Linked DNA regions of Mus musculus: region 1 is linked to region 2. The links are chromatin contacts, called in public promoter capture Hi-C maps. All regions are on one chromosome and are shown on one strand. Each heading gives the region's core, a stretch centred on a gene start, on an enhancer-like site or on the middle of the called end of the contact. The rest is flanking DNA. Distances are from core to core; before and after follow the strand shown. Region 1 overlaps Mbnl1 (muscleblind like splicing factor 1). Region 2 holds the start of Serp1 (stress-associated endoplasmic reticulum protein 1).

Region 1 (6,834 bases), core at 3,301-5,800, 2.1 Mb after region 2:
TGAATCAGGGTAAAGAATGAATTCCTTCCCCTTCCCATTCACAAGCTATGAGTAGAGTCCACAGCAGCCAAATGCTTCATTCTTAGACAAAATTGAATATGGGTTTATTCATAATACCTGTTAGCTCTGAGTGCTGTTCTAAACAGTAATTCACTAAAACTAGTTCTGTATCTGTTTACAACATGGTGCTTGCCTAGAAACAGTTGCCCATACTTGGGATGTCCTACGGATTTAAAAGAGCTTGGCATTTCACTGTTTACAAGTTTGACTGAAGCATACATGTATATACATATGCAAACATTCTACTAAGCATGCATGTGTACACATGCACATTCTACCAAGCACACACATGTGCACAGTTTACTAAGCATACATATGTACACATACTACTGAACATATATATACATGTGCACATTCTAAGTGTATGTCTCTCTCTATATATGCACATTCTATTAAATATACATGTGTACATATGTGCACATTCAACTAAGCATACACATGTATACATGCACATATTCTGCTGAACATACACATGTATACATACTCACATTCTATGAAGCATATATACGAACACATGCACACACCCTAGGAAAAACTGACTTATAAAATTTCTGTTCCATAAATTTCTAAATGATAAGTTTTGGATCATTATATATGACCCTTCTTTTTTTTATAAAAACATACTATTTTCAGCATTTTAAAATAAACAGCCTTGTGATATTTGCAGTGTTCAGAATAATAGTTATAATACTTAAGATGTAATGTTAATATAAAAATTAGAAAAAATAAACTTTGAAATATTCATTATAAAGTAACAGCTAAATTCTGAGGTGGAAAAAGGATATATAATTAAATCTACCATCTAGATATCTGTGCTAGAAAATATATAAAGCATTTGCTACTCTTGCTGGCAAAGAAAAATCAGCTAGCAAATCTGCAGTGAATATGTTATGCAGTAACTGCAGAGGTGGTTACAGTGCCATGTGCCGGGAAGTAGGAGCAGAGGAAACAAGAATGGCTTCAGGGTCAGTGCTACATGCAATGCGGGTGAGCTTTATGAGACAGAGTGTAGTGGTGTGGTTCCCTGGGAAGCGTCGAGAAGTTCTGTTTCCTGAAGCGTACCTAGGAGTCAGACAGGTAGGCTGAGGGCAGGCAATGTGGACAGAAACTCATAAATACTCATAAAAAGAGAACCACTAAGAAACCACTTAGAAACCTTCTGTCCAATCGGAAAGAAATCTATTTCCTTAAATACATGGAAATGGAATCACCCTGAAGCTTTCAAAAATACTGCCGCCTAGATACCTTTCCTGGGAATTCAGACAAGGAGGGGTCGAACTATAACATGATAAAACTCCTCTAGGGAATTTTAAATTCACATTTGGTGATTATGTGAGAAACAGACTTCCAACCAGACTAGAAGCAGACTCAAATGTGCCCAATCCAGGACCTTCCGTTGATTCATTTATAGTGGTAGACATGTAACATTCGTGAGCATCTTCTTTAGAAAATAAACATAATAATCCCCAACAAAGTGGCAGCTCATTCACTGAATGCCTACTGTAACCAGGCATTGCTTTGTATGGTGGGAACCTAGAAGGGAACTAAGAGATATCTTCTACTCTCCTGACATCCCCCCTCCCAAAGAGGCCAAAGAAAGGAAAGTCTTATAGTAAAAAAATTAAACATAACATAAGTAAAGCACTTATCACAGTGTGGGCTGCCCGGGATAGGGAATTACTAGTAATAATCATGTTTGTGTAGTTAACTAGGATGGTAATGTGAAATTGAATAATATTTTCAGTTATAATGAAGCCTAATAACTGTAATGTAAGCAGAATGCTTCATTTAAAGCAAACAAGTGATAAATAAACTGCCCCAGAATTAGCAACTGGAAAATGTCCTTGGAAAGGTAATGCTAAACCAACCTTCATTGGAACAAAGATATCTATAAGTCACTGCTGCAAGGATGCACTCAGTATCAAATATACCAGCTACATAGTTAGACATTATTCAATCCCTACTTCAGAGAAACGAAGACTTCAAATACCAATGCAGCCATTCCTATCTTTGAGATCTTACGAGCCCTCTGCAGGTCAGCTCCGGTAATGCAGGAGTGGCCATGGTCACTGGCTTTCCTACATTAGGATCCACTCTGAGCTGTAACCCACCCCTAACACAGTGTTCATAATTGGTGACAGCTACATTCTATCCATATGTAGGTTTTCACTGTATTTAACTTGGTGAGATTTAACGAGGCTGATTTTATTGGTGTGCTGTCATTATTGTGTCAAGTCAGGGAAAAATTTCTTCATCCTGAATGTCTTTATGAAGGCATTTGCCTTAAGTAATTCCTATAGTATACAGTGACATAAACATTTCAGTAGCTTGCTATAGTAAGTATCAAGTGGGCTTTCTTGGAACTCATTTTAATTTACAGCTATGAATGCAAAGAGAAAGGATATTAATTAGCTTTCAATCTTTTAGGACTCTGCTAAATTTATAACAATTCTTCTATGTGGTCTGAGATTCCATACCCTGTATCTGACTGTGTGCAACAGAACACACATTTGCCTAGAATGTTCTTGGACAGAAGTTTAATGCATGATCACCATGCAGGACTGACCCTGTCATGGTGCTGCCCTGGCCTCTAGCACACAAAGGGAAAGCCTGAAGTTAGCTGCTGTTCAGGGTTTTGTGGAGAGACAAATGCCACTGGACCCAGTTTTACACATGGATCCTTCTTCATAATACACATGGAATTTTTGTATTTCCTGAGGGCAGCTGCTTCGCATTGGAATAGGCTTGAGGTTTGAAATGGAAAGACTTATTCTAGGCTACTTCATTAGTCAAGGGCCACAGACCTGTCAGAGTAATTAAACATGGTGTTCAAAGCACATGCTTGGAGGACTAGCTATGTTAGGGTGAATGTATCAGTGTGAGCTATGCTATGTTATAAATTTTTCCCAGTGAATCAATGTATACATTAAATAGTCTATCGTTCATATTGTTCTTAGTACAGATGTGTACACAATGCAGAGCTGTCATGTAGGATGGATGCTCAACCATGGTATAGTCCTTTGGGACCTTATGCTCTCATATTAAAGAATGCCATTTACACATAGTAGATCCCTGGCTTCTCTCCATTGAATGCAGTAGCATCACCCCAGTGTGTCCTGCCCGCTGACAGCCCATCCCATGTTTTTTAATAATTCTGTGGCATTTCCTGGGAAATGTTCTGTCAGGCTTCACATTCCAGACATTTTCTGGAGAAGGTTAATTTCCATTGCTGAGTGCCCCACAAGTATGGGATGGGCTTGTAGAACACTGAACCTTTCTTCTGAGAAACCGACATCAAGTGACCAGGCCAAATGCTATCTCTTCTGTGCTCAAAAGACAGTGTAATCATCACCTCTCACAGCCCACAGATTTGGTCAATGTGCTGGCTGTGGGGCTCTGTGATCCCCTGGGACATCTGTGTCTGCTCAGATGATAGGCACTTATATCCTGTTAACACTTGAGAACAGACCTTTCCACTATATCTGACAGCAGTTACACAGTGTGTTTCTCAGACACATTTCTAGGATTGAGTCACAAAGGTGGAGACTGGGTGAGCACAAACAAGTGTCTGTACTAAGATATTTAAGACGTTAAACCACAAGTATTCTAGATGCCAATCTTCGAACCCCCTCTGGAGATATGAATGCATATTCTGCCTGCTAGATTTGGAGAAAAACAATGACTTAGCAAATATCAGTATACTGAAATCTTCTTAGACTAAATTAAAGACAGAATTAAATAGAAGTTAAGGAAGAAAGAATGAATGATAGATGAAGAATAAATGATAACTCTGTAAGTAGAGTATCAATTTGGAATGGAGACTTGCCATTAAGTTTTGCTTTTTGTTTCAATTTGCAGCCAATGTTTTCAGTTGCACCAAGCTTAGCCACCAGTGCATCAGCAGCCTTTAACCCTTACCTGGGGCCTGTTTCCCCAAGCCTGGTTCCAGCAGAGATCTTGCCGACTGCACCAATGTTGGTCACGGGGAATCCTGGAGTTCCAGTGCCAGCAGCTGCCGCAGCTGCTGCACAGAAGTTAATGCGGACAGACAGACTGGAGGTAGGATAAAGAGTTGAACCTTCATAGTTTCCATTACAGTTCTTCAAGTGTTTGTAGCCAGAGTGACTTTAAACTGAATGAACATGTCTTGGTTCAGTGTTTGTGCAAGTTTGCTAGAATATGGTTATGCTGTTTTGGTTAATGCAACAATTACAAAATCAGTCAGCATCTATGTCTAGGTTCCTCAGGGAGGGCTTGGAACTGGGATCAGCGTGTCTGTTTCTCCACTTTGTCTTAGTATCCTTAAAATCTTGCACATGATGCTAATGCTCAAACCTCAAAGAGTTAGAAAAAATGTTTGGCCCAGAACAGTTGCTTCTTGAATGTTTCTTGTAGTCATCAACACAATATAATGATTATTGGAGTGAACAAATAAATGACTGAAGTCCAGAGGATCTCATAAACAGGAACACATTGGCTGCTGTGCACGAACTATTACAAAACTCTCTGCAGATGTTGTCATAACCTCTGAAGTACTTCCATTGAGGCAGGCGGGTGGTTTTATGAAACGCACCCTGATAAAAGCGTTTTTAGTAGGCTGTCACATGATTGTCATTGTCTTGGGGCGGAGGATAAGCAGACGCACACACTTTACTGTTGTGACTGAAAAGGAAATTAGAGATAAAGTTCTAGTATGACATTACTATTCAGAATTTTAGCATGGCATGAATTAACAGCCTTGATAAACAGTTTCTGTAGAAAAATGGCCTAGTAAGTAAAAACTGAGTTGCCTCTCCTGTCTGTCTGCTTAGGACGGACTTGGGGCTGAGATGGCCTGGGTGTACTAATTACAGGGAAAGTAAAGTAGGGTGCACTTGGAGGGCCTTGACTCTAATAACTTTCCAGTCTGTTAGAAATATAATAAAATGCCTTATTTATTCATTATACTCTATTGAACGTATTAGAAAGGATATCATATTGTAGCATTTTGTGAGGATGTGCCAGATACAGCCATCACATAGCCTACCTTTAGAACAACCTGATGGGAAAGATGCTGTCACTACCGTTGTGTTGCAGAGGAGTCAGAGCAGAGCAAGAGATGGGAGGTAGCCTATCCTTGCTGTAGAGATACACTCTGCCATTTGGCTTCTCATTTCCCAAGTATAGTAATTCTCTAACAAATGCTGTCCGCAAATGAAATAGGGCAGCATCTGAAACAGTTTTCTTCCCCAATCTTCCTAAAGAAAACACAGGATTCTTAATGCATGACTGTTAGTTGATTAATGGGACTCAAATAGTCTGAGAAGAAGAATGCCAACATAGTAATTATTAATAGGTAACAATATTCAAAGCATTAAGAGGATATGCTTCAAGCTGAGCTACTTGCTCAAAACTGCTCATTCCCTTGAAAGTTTGCGTAGTTTTTTTATACTTGTATTTTGTCATTTTGTTTTTCTTTCCATGAAGAGCTGCTTGTGAGTTTTGTCATTTGCCTTTGCTACTTCCTAGGACAATCTCTCCTGTGTTATGTGCATTCCTGATAGAAGTGAGCATGCCCTTGGTTCTGTTCCCAAGATCTAAGTCATTGTCACAGTCATAGTTGGGGCCTGAAATAGGAAACATGCATGTGCCTCTTTCTGCTCTGCAGTGTGATTCCAGAACTTAAACACACGCACGCACGCACGCACGCACGCACGCACGCACGCACACACACACACACATGCACGCACACATAAGCACACACACTCACACATAAACACACACACAGGCATGCATGCACACATACAACCTTGGTGCTCCTTGGAGCACTGGAGGGCGAAATCCATGAAAGGAATGCCTACAGTTCTTTTCTCAAGGTTGATACTATGGTTATTTAGAGATTAAAGCCACATTCCATCTTCAACTGAATTTTGATTTTCCTCTGAGGTAAAATTGGTCTAATTCAGCTAGGATCTTGACTTTGTTCTTCTTGTTATATCTTTTTCTCCATTTCTACAATTTGTCACACAATAAAGTGATTTCAGATTTGTTTATAATCCCTTAGAAGACCTAGCAATGGCAGTACCAAAAGGGATACAAAGGTCTGAAGTTGCAAAGTAGGAACCCAGTAGACACTGCTTGTAAGGTAGTTAACTACATATGCTTGGTTTGTCAGACCAGCTTCATGTCGCTTATTTGTAAAATTTGAGTATTTGCCTGATTTATATGTAATGTCATAGAGCATGTAAATCATGCATTGACTTCTAACAGCAGCCTAAATAAGTATTGAAATACTTATTTTTAAAATGTATGTGCATATATAGTGCACATCATATATTCACAGCTGCTGTATCAGTATGCTTATCCACTCATTGTTGGATATTATTATGAAGATTGTATGTTCTGTACCGTATAGCTCAGACTGGTTTTCTCTGAAAGTGAGGCAAGTCTGTTAGTCACTAAAGAGACGCTCCTAGAATTCCGTTTTGTGATCTCTGGATCCTTTCTGTAATGTCCATGTATTAATTTAATGCCCAAAGGAGTATCTTAAGAAATTATTACACTGTGTACAAATATTAGAAATTGCTAACCTTTAGGTCATGCCTGTGTTTCATGACAAAACATTGGTAGTAATAAAAATCGACATGTAAAGAATCACAGTCATTTTTCATGGTGCAAAATAAATGTATGGACCCATTTATTCTACAATCTCTAGTAGGGAGCTATACTGCATGTCCTTCAAGTTAACGTTATTGTGAATATCCATGAAGCCTTTTACTTCTCTATTACCAAGGG
Region 2 (6,624 bases), core at 1,828-4,327:
AACCTACGAAGTCATACAAAGGAAGACTAGACTGATCCTCATCAGTAAATTCATTTCATTCCAAATGCTCATTTAGATCGATAGACCTAGAACCCTAAGGGCATTTCAATCAAAACTTTAGTTGATGTGCCTTTTTGGTATTAAAAGTGCAATTAACATGCTAAGATATCATATGGCACACGGGACTCCACATGTTTCGACAAGGCATTTAGTTCTTGTCTTTCTCCGTATCTACACAGTAAACCCTTTGATAATTCTGATCAGTATGACATCAGCAAACCATCTCTAATTTCATTTCACCATGATAGCTTTTAGTGGAACTGCAATCACTTTGATTAAGTTAGAAAATGTTCAATCCAGGCTCGAATGGGACCCTAGGTGACTATACTTACTCATGCAAAATTCAAGGCTGTGTAACAGAAACATTATCATTAGAAACAGATGCAGCTGTAAGCATCTTTACTTACAATATGCCCTAGAAGCTTTTAAAAAGTTTTAGGTGACAATGATTGTGGTAAAACTAAGCCGTGTAGGTGACCATTTAAAAGCACCTTATTATAGGACAGTTACATGTCCCTATAATGGAGTGTGCTTTCCAATTCAAGAGTAAAAAGGGCATAGCTATAGAAAACCATAAGATTCCAAAATTTAAGCTAATTGCATTTACACATTAGGGTTAACAAAATCTATACCCTGTCTACACAGATTTAATCTAATTAGTCATGTTTTAATAACCATATAAAACTCATTCTGTACTGAATAAGTATGGTCTACTACTGGAACTTAATAATCAAATTTTATTGCTTTATTCATGTGGTGCTTTTGCAAGGCACTGTGGCATGGACTAGCAAACCTGGAATGACTCTTGAAGACACCTTGGAATGACACATGAAGGCGGATATGAAAAGTCATTCTGAGGCAGGCCGATTTACTCAATGGTTTTTAACTAGGGCATCGAACATCAGGAATGAGTTCAAGTTAAAATTCACAGGAGAATGGAAAGATCTCAAGGTCAGTCACTTCACATGCCCATCCTGATACTTTGAATAATCTGGAAAATTGCTGTGAAGAGAAAGAGCAAATATTAAAACAAGTTGAAGAAAACAGGCCTCTCAACTAAAAGTCATCTATTTACAGCAGCTGCAGACTCCAGCGTGATCGTACAGTCAGTTACAAATGCTAATCTAACTTTACGCTAATAAAAAAGTGAAGCAGGTTTATCATAATTAAACAATTCAATGCCTTGAAGTGATTATTATCTCGTGGTACTGGGGATGGGACCCGGGGAGGGCCTGATGCATGATAGGTAAATACGCTGCAGCTGAGCTTCACATCGAACTCAAATTATTTCCTTAATTGCAGCTCCTTGACTTTTACCTATAAGATGTACAAGAGATATTCCAGATGTGAAATTATTTTAGCAATAACTTGAAAGCACCAAAACAAACACGTTTTTCCTACTATTAATTTATTTCCAACATATCCTTAAAGGCCTGGTTTCCTAACACATGCACATTTCTTCATTCTCACACAGCTGAAATTCAATAATCTTTTTGTGTTACATAAACTGGTTGGCTCTTGGCCACATATCAAGAAAGCTTCCGGTTGTTAAGTTTAGAAAAAAGGCAAAGTGAAATGTTAAATGAAAATCTCAGGAACTGTAGAATGCGGCAAATAAAAGCATCTGTCTCAATAACAGCAGCTTGTCTATTAAAGCAGCAGGCAGAGCAGGAGGACAGTCTGTAATACATCCATCCGCAGGGGCAAGAGTCTATCATCTTAAAACCAGGCTGTCTTAATAACTAATCTTACCTGAAAACACTTGTCTCATACATTAAATATCCCAGCAGGTATGTTTCCTCTACAGAAAATCAATTCTTTGTACTACCCTTACTTTATATACTTAGTTTTTGACATAGAGACCTTAGGTACTGGTATCGTTCAGTCCTGTTCTAGTATCCAGATGTTCACGATGTTCGCTAAGTTTTTTGCAACACTATCGATAATAAAGTTACAATGCAAATCAGAGATATTTGGTGCTTAATTTCTTCTAAGGGATCATTAGGAAGATCTAATTTCTCTCTCTCTCTCTTTTTGATCTTCAATGAGCATAAATCAAGGTAAGAGAAATTTCTGGGGCACCACCCTCTGTGGTACAAGTTATCCAGTTCACTAGAAACAATTCTCTTAGCAGGTGGGTTGAGAACCACGCGGGTAGGTAGGACTCGCCACTCATCCACGTCATTCCAAACCGCGAGAGCCCCCCAAACACTTACCAGAGCCACAGACAACAAAAATGAAGAGGGCCAATAACCAGGGTCCTACCGACGCCTTTTCTTCGGGGGCATTTCTCTGCAAAAAGAAAAAACCCGGTTTCAAATGCAGAGAAAGCACTCTCGGATCCCGGGCTCCCAAGGCCTGCACCCCAGGCCAGGTGGCCGGCCGGCCGACTCACAGATCTCTCCCCCCACCCCAGATTCCACCGCAGCGGGAGTCCGGAGTCAGGCGGGTCTGGGGAGAACTCGCCGCGGCCCCGGCCGGGCGCGGGGCGCGGGCCTCGGCTCCCGGCCACGACATGGAGCGGGGTGCCCACTTTCCCTTACCGAGGTCTTAGCGACGTTGCCGCGCTGAGTTATGTTCTTGCTGTGCTTCTCGTTGGCCATACGGATCCTCTGCTTGGCGACCATTTTCGCAGCGCCACCTGCCCCAAGAACCTCTCGGACTCGCTCGCTCGCCGGTCCCGGGCCACCGGGAGGGAGGCTCGGCTCTGATCGCGGTGCCTACGCCGTCTACAGCCACTGGGCCGGGACGCGGAGCGCTGGAACACCGGCAGCCGCCGATCGCGGCGGTCTGAGCAGCCTTTGGGGCGGCGTGCCGGGGAGAGCGGGCCGCAGGGCCGAGAGGCAAGAGTCCAACCACCGGACAGTGCAACCGGCAACCTCGAACTAGTTCGGGTTCGGCTGCCAACGTCAGCACTGGGCAGACCCCGCCCCGCGGAAGTGTGGACTCCGCCCGCTCCGGAGAGGGAGGGCGAGCGCCGGCCGCCACCGCAGCCAGGCTCTTCCCCGCTCCGGAAAACGAGGAGCCAGAGCTGCGCGTGCGCGCTCGGGAACCAGACGTGGATTGGCCCCGAGGCTGGCGGCGCCGGAAACACCGACTCGCAGACTTTGCGCTTGGGGAGACGTGTAGAGGCCGGGTTCGGCCTTTCTTGAACTCTCACCCCAGCGCGTGGGTTTCTCTTTCCGGGACAAGATGGCGCCGTCCACACCGCTGTTGACAGGTGAGTTCCAAAAGAGCGAGAGACTCTTCCTTTACGGTGATTTCTTTCTGTGTCTTCGCGCTGGAGAATTCCTTAGCAAGCCTTGGAAGTCCGTCTTGCCTTTCCTCCTGGAAGGACCAAACTGTCTTTTAGTTTATTTGGTAATAGCATCCCAATGGGAAGTGAAGTCTCCGTCCCCAGTAGTCCCTCCTCCCAGTTATCCATCCATCGTTCTTCATCTTCCATAGGAATAGACAGGTAACAGAAAGTATTAGTTTGATGTGTGACCTGTGGTCTGCAATGCCGGGTGTTGCTTGGACCCTTCTTAATAGAAGAAACAAGACTCTTCACACCGAATTCATCTGAACTTAAGTATTATTAAAAATTATATGCTCCCTTATTGTTATGAGGTTTGTGGGAGTTGATAGGGAGCAAGACATTGCTAGTGTAGGTTAGGTTTCATGCTGAAGATGTGGCTTAAGGTGGCGACAGTGAGCAGGATAATGATAGTCTAATGTTTTCGATTGAAACAGCTGTGAGACAGTATTTAAGAAGTAGAACATGAGAAGACGCTAGGAATTTAAAGCTGACACATATTGTGGTGCTTAAACAACAACAACAAACTTGGACAACACTGGGAAAGGTGCTATACTATGTTATGGCTTGGGTATGTAAGTTTGAATAAACAAAAGATTCAAGTAGAAAAGAAGTGGGAAAGAAAAAAATCGTTGATAACAATGTAAGAAGAAAGATAGCATCATTAGGACGAATGTCTTATTTTTGAGAATTGGAAGTTATGTCCTCCTGAGACACGGCAAAGCTTTTATACTTCTGCCAGTCTAGGAATATACATTTTTAAGAGCCATGCTTATCCTGTTCAGATAGACTATCATAATTTATTCGCCAGATAGTTATGAGGTGCTAGTTGCAATCTTCTAAACACTGCCAGATAGTTGAGATTGTTTTCTTTTGTTTAGATTATTTATTTATTTATTTATGCGTCTGTATCTGAGCGTGTGCACAGGAGTACAGGCCTTAAGAGGCCCAGAAGAGGGTGTGGGCTTCCCTGGGGCTGGAGTTAGAGTTGTGAGCCTCACCTTAGATGAGTGCTGAGAACTCTATTTATTTCTTCTTAAGAGAAGCAAGTACTCTTAATGCTGAGCCATCCTCCAGCCCCCTGACACTATTTAAATGGCATAATTATGTAATTCAATAAATTGCTTCTCTGTTACTTAAAAGCTTTACTACTAAATGAATATTTGAATTCGACCTAAAAATTAGTACATTAAAAAGGGATTGAAGTTCTGCCCTTTTGAGACAGTGTGAAGTCCATCCTGTTCAGCCCAGCATACGGATCACTATAATCTTAGTGGCACTAACCTTACTGCATTGGCATCGCGGCTTATTTTGTGTTCCATCAGTACTGAGTTGTTAAAGCCCTTTAAGTTCTTCTTCAGAATTATCCTCTTCTTTCTGTTGACTTGGCAAGCTACTTCCAAGCAATTTACCACACTTTCTGCACGGGCACGGTCGCTTTCTGAGCTATTTTTCACTCTTTTTTTTATGTATCACAAAGGAAATGCTCTATTTGTTCAACTATTTTCCTTCCCTGCTAGACTGCTAAATTATGATGTTTGGGGTAAAGTCTTATTCATCCTTGCCTTTTCAGTACCTAATGCAGAACCTACTAAATAGTAGACACTAAACATAGGAGAATTAACTCATGAAGAATAGATTGTATATAATCAAATTAACAAAGTAACAATTTTTTTCACAGGATTCTAGATTAGAGCCTTTGTTCTGACACTCTCTCATAGTATCATATTCTTAGATGCCCAAAGATTACTTGGCCAAATTTACATTACATATTTGCAGGGTTAGGATTATACCCAGGTATTCCATGGTCTATTTTCTACCAATAAAATATACTGTTTACTCTTTTAAACATTCTTTGTTTTAAGTTTTTAAATTCCTAAATCCTTAAATCTTACTTAATGTATACTTACTAGATCTATAGATCTGTGAATAATTGTTTATTGTTATAACTCTAAGTCGGAAATGAGAAAAGACCAAAACATGTGAAACTTGAGTTTTTAAACACTTGTTCTAAAAAGCTTTAGTGTTGATAAATTTAAGTATTTACATAACACTCCCCCCACCCCCAAATCTATTTCTGTATTTCCTGGTTCTTGCTTTTCTTTTATTAAAGGAGACAGATTTATCCTCAGGCAGATATTCAACCAGCTTAGTGACTCTAAAGAAAAGAGCTTTTCTTTGTTTGACCAGCATTCCCAACAGAAATCTCAGGCTCTTTCCTTTAGAGAGTGTGGCTGATACAGGTCTTATTTTTCCTCTTGTTGCTGTTTTTTTCTTACCAGTGTTATTTTGGAGTTTACTTTCTTCCCTAGTATGAAATAATAGATCTTAAATACAAATTGTGAGAAACCCCTTTTGGTGTCTAGAACATTCTGAGTTCCCATAATGTTGGCAGAAATGAACAAGACAGAGAATCTGTGCTGCCAATTAAAAGTGTCACTAGAGCTGGGGGAGGCTGCTAAAATACCGGTGGTTGAAGTGAGGTAAGAACAAGCTCCCCTCTTCTTTGTCCATCAGTGGAAGACCATGGACTTGGGTTAGCAGTGACAGCTTGATCACATTCACGTTTTATAGTTACGTAGCGGCGGCCTTATTAGGACTGTACTGACAGTTTGCCATTCTATTCTAGATTGGTATATAAATTCTAAGAAAGGTCGTAGTGTGTTAGATTCTGCTATACCTTTGTGGCCATGGCCTTAACACTGGCTAAATTTCTACATAATGTATAACTAAGGTATGATCTCAATAAACTCCCTCATTTGAAAATTTTATTTGTGGCTTATCCTTCTAGTGTTTGTTAAACATGTAACATGTATGATAGCCTTTAATGCCAGCACTTGAGGGCAGAGGTAGTCAGATTTCTGTGAGTTCAAGGTCAATCTGGTCTACTTAAGAAATTTCCAGGCCAGCAAAAGCTACATAATGAGATATTGATTTTTTTTAATTAATTCTAGCATTAAGACAATGTGGCCTATTCTAAATTGTAATGTATGTTATATACATTGCAGCAGTTGGATTGATTGGTGCTGAGAAATGCTACTACTGTTTTACCTGTGTGGTAGCTTTAATGCTGTAAAGAATAGAACTTGAGGGCTATAGAGGTAACTCCATGGTAGGTATACATCCCTTAAGGTATATAAGGTTAATTAGTACACACACACAAAGGGAAAGGGTAAAACGATAACAGTGAGTTTATAATGTATCTACATTACTTACCCTGAGCATGGTAGCTCTTAGGAGGGAGATCGCTGAGTTCCAGGACAGCCTGG

The links. Promoter capture Hi-C pulls out the DNA fragments that hold promoters and counts their contacts.
Region 1: a contact with region 2 is called in a promoter capture Hi-C map of liver, with 3 times the contacts expected there. The contact joins the enhancer-like site here to the promoter of Serp1 in region 2. A contact is called at or near these places in 5 of 39 promoter capture datasets (hippocampal neurons, liver, neutrophils and 1 more) and 1 of 115 datasets of contacts at active chromatin or transcription factors (thymic regulatory T cells).

Annotation. Positions count from the first base shown.
Region 1 is chr3:60,599,776-60,606,609 of GRCm38.p6, forward strand. It overlaps Mbnl1 (muscleblind like splicing factor 1), which reads left to right. Exons shown (of 10, transcript NM_020007.4): 4 at 3,919-4,119. Among named protein-coding and RNA genes, the nearest start is that of Mbnl1, 100 kb to the left of the region's middle. Within about 2 kb of position 4,551, at least 82 of the 459 cell types and tissues checked have an H3K27ac peak or open chromatin away from gene starts, as enhancers often do. A contact at or near this core is called in liver and thymic regulatory T cells, where this site is marked.
Region 2 is chr3:58,522,807-58,529,430 of GRCm38.p6, forward strand. It overlaps Serp1 (stress-associated endoplasmic reticulum protein 1), which reads right to left and starts at 3,078. Exons shown (of 3, transcript NM_030685.3): 1 at 2,604-3,078; 2 at 2,277-2,352; 3 at 1-1,062. The coding sequence starts at 2,687. The coding sequence ends at 1,022. It overlaps Eif2a (eukaryotic translation initiation factor 2A), which reads left to right and starts at 3,015. Exons shown (of 14, transcript NM_001005509.2): 1 at 3,015-3,280. The coding sequence starts at 3,253.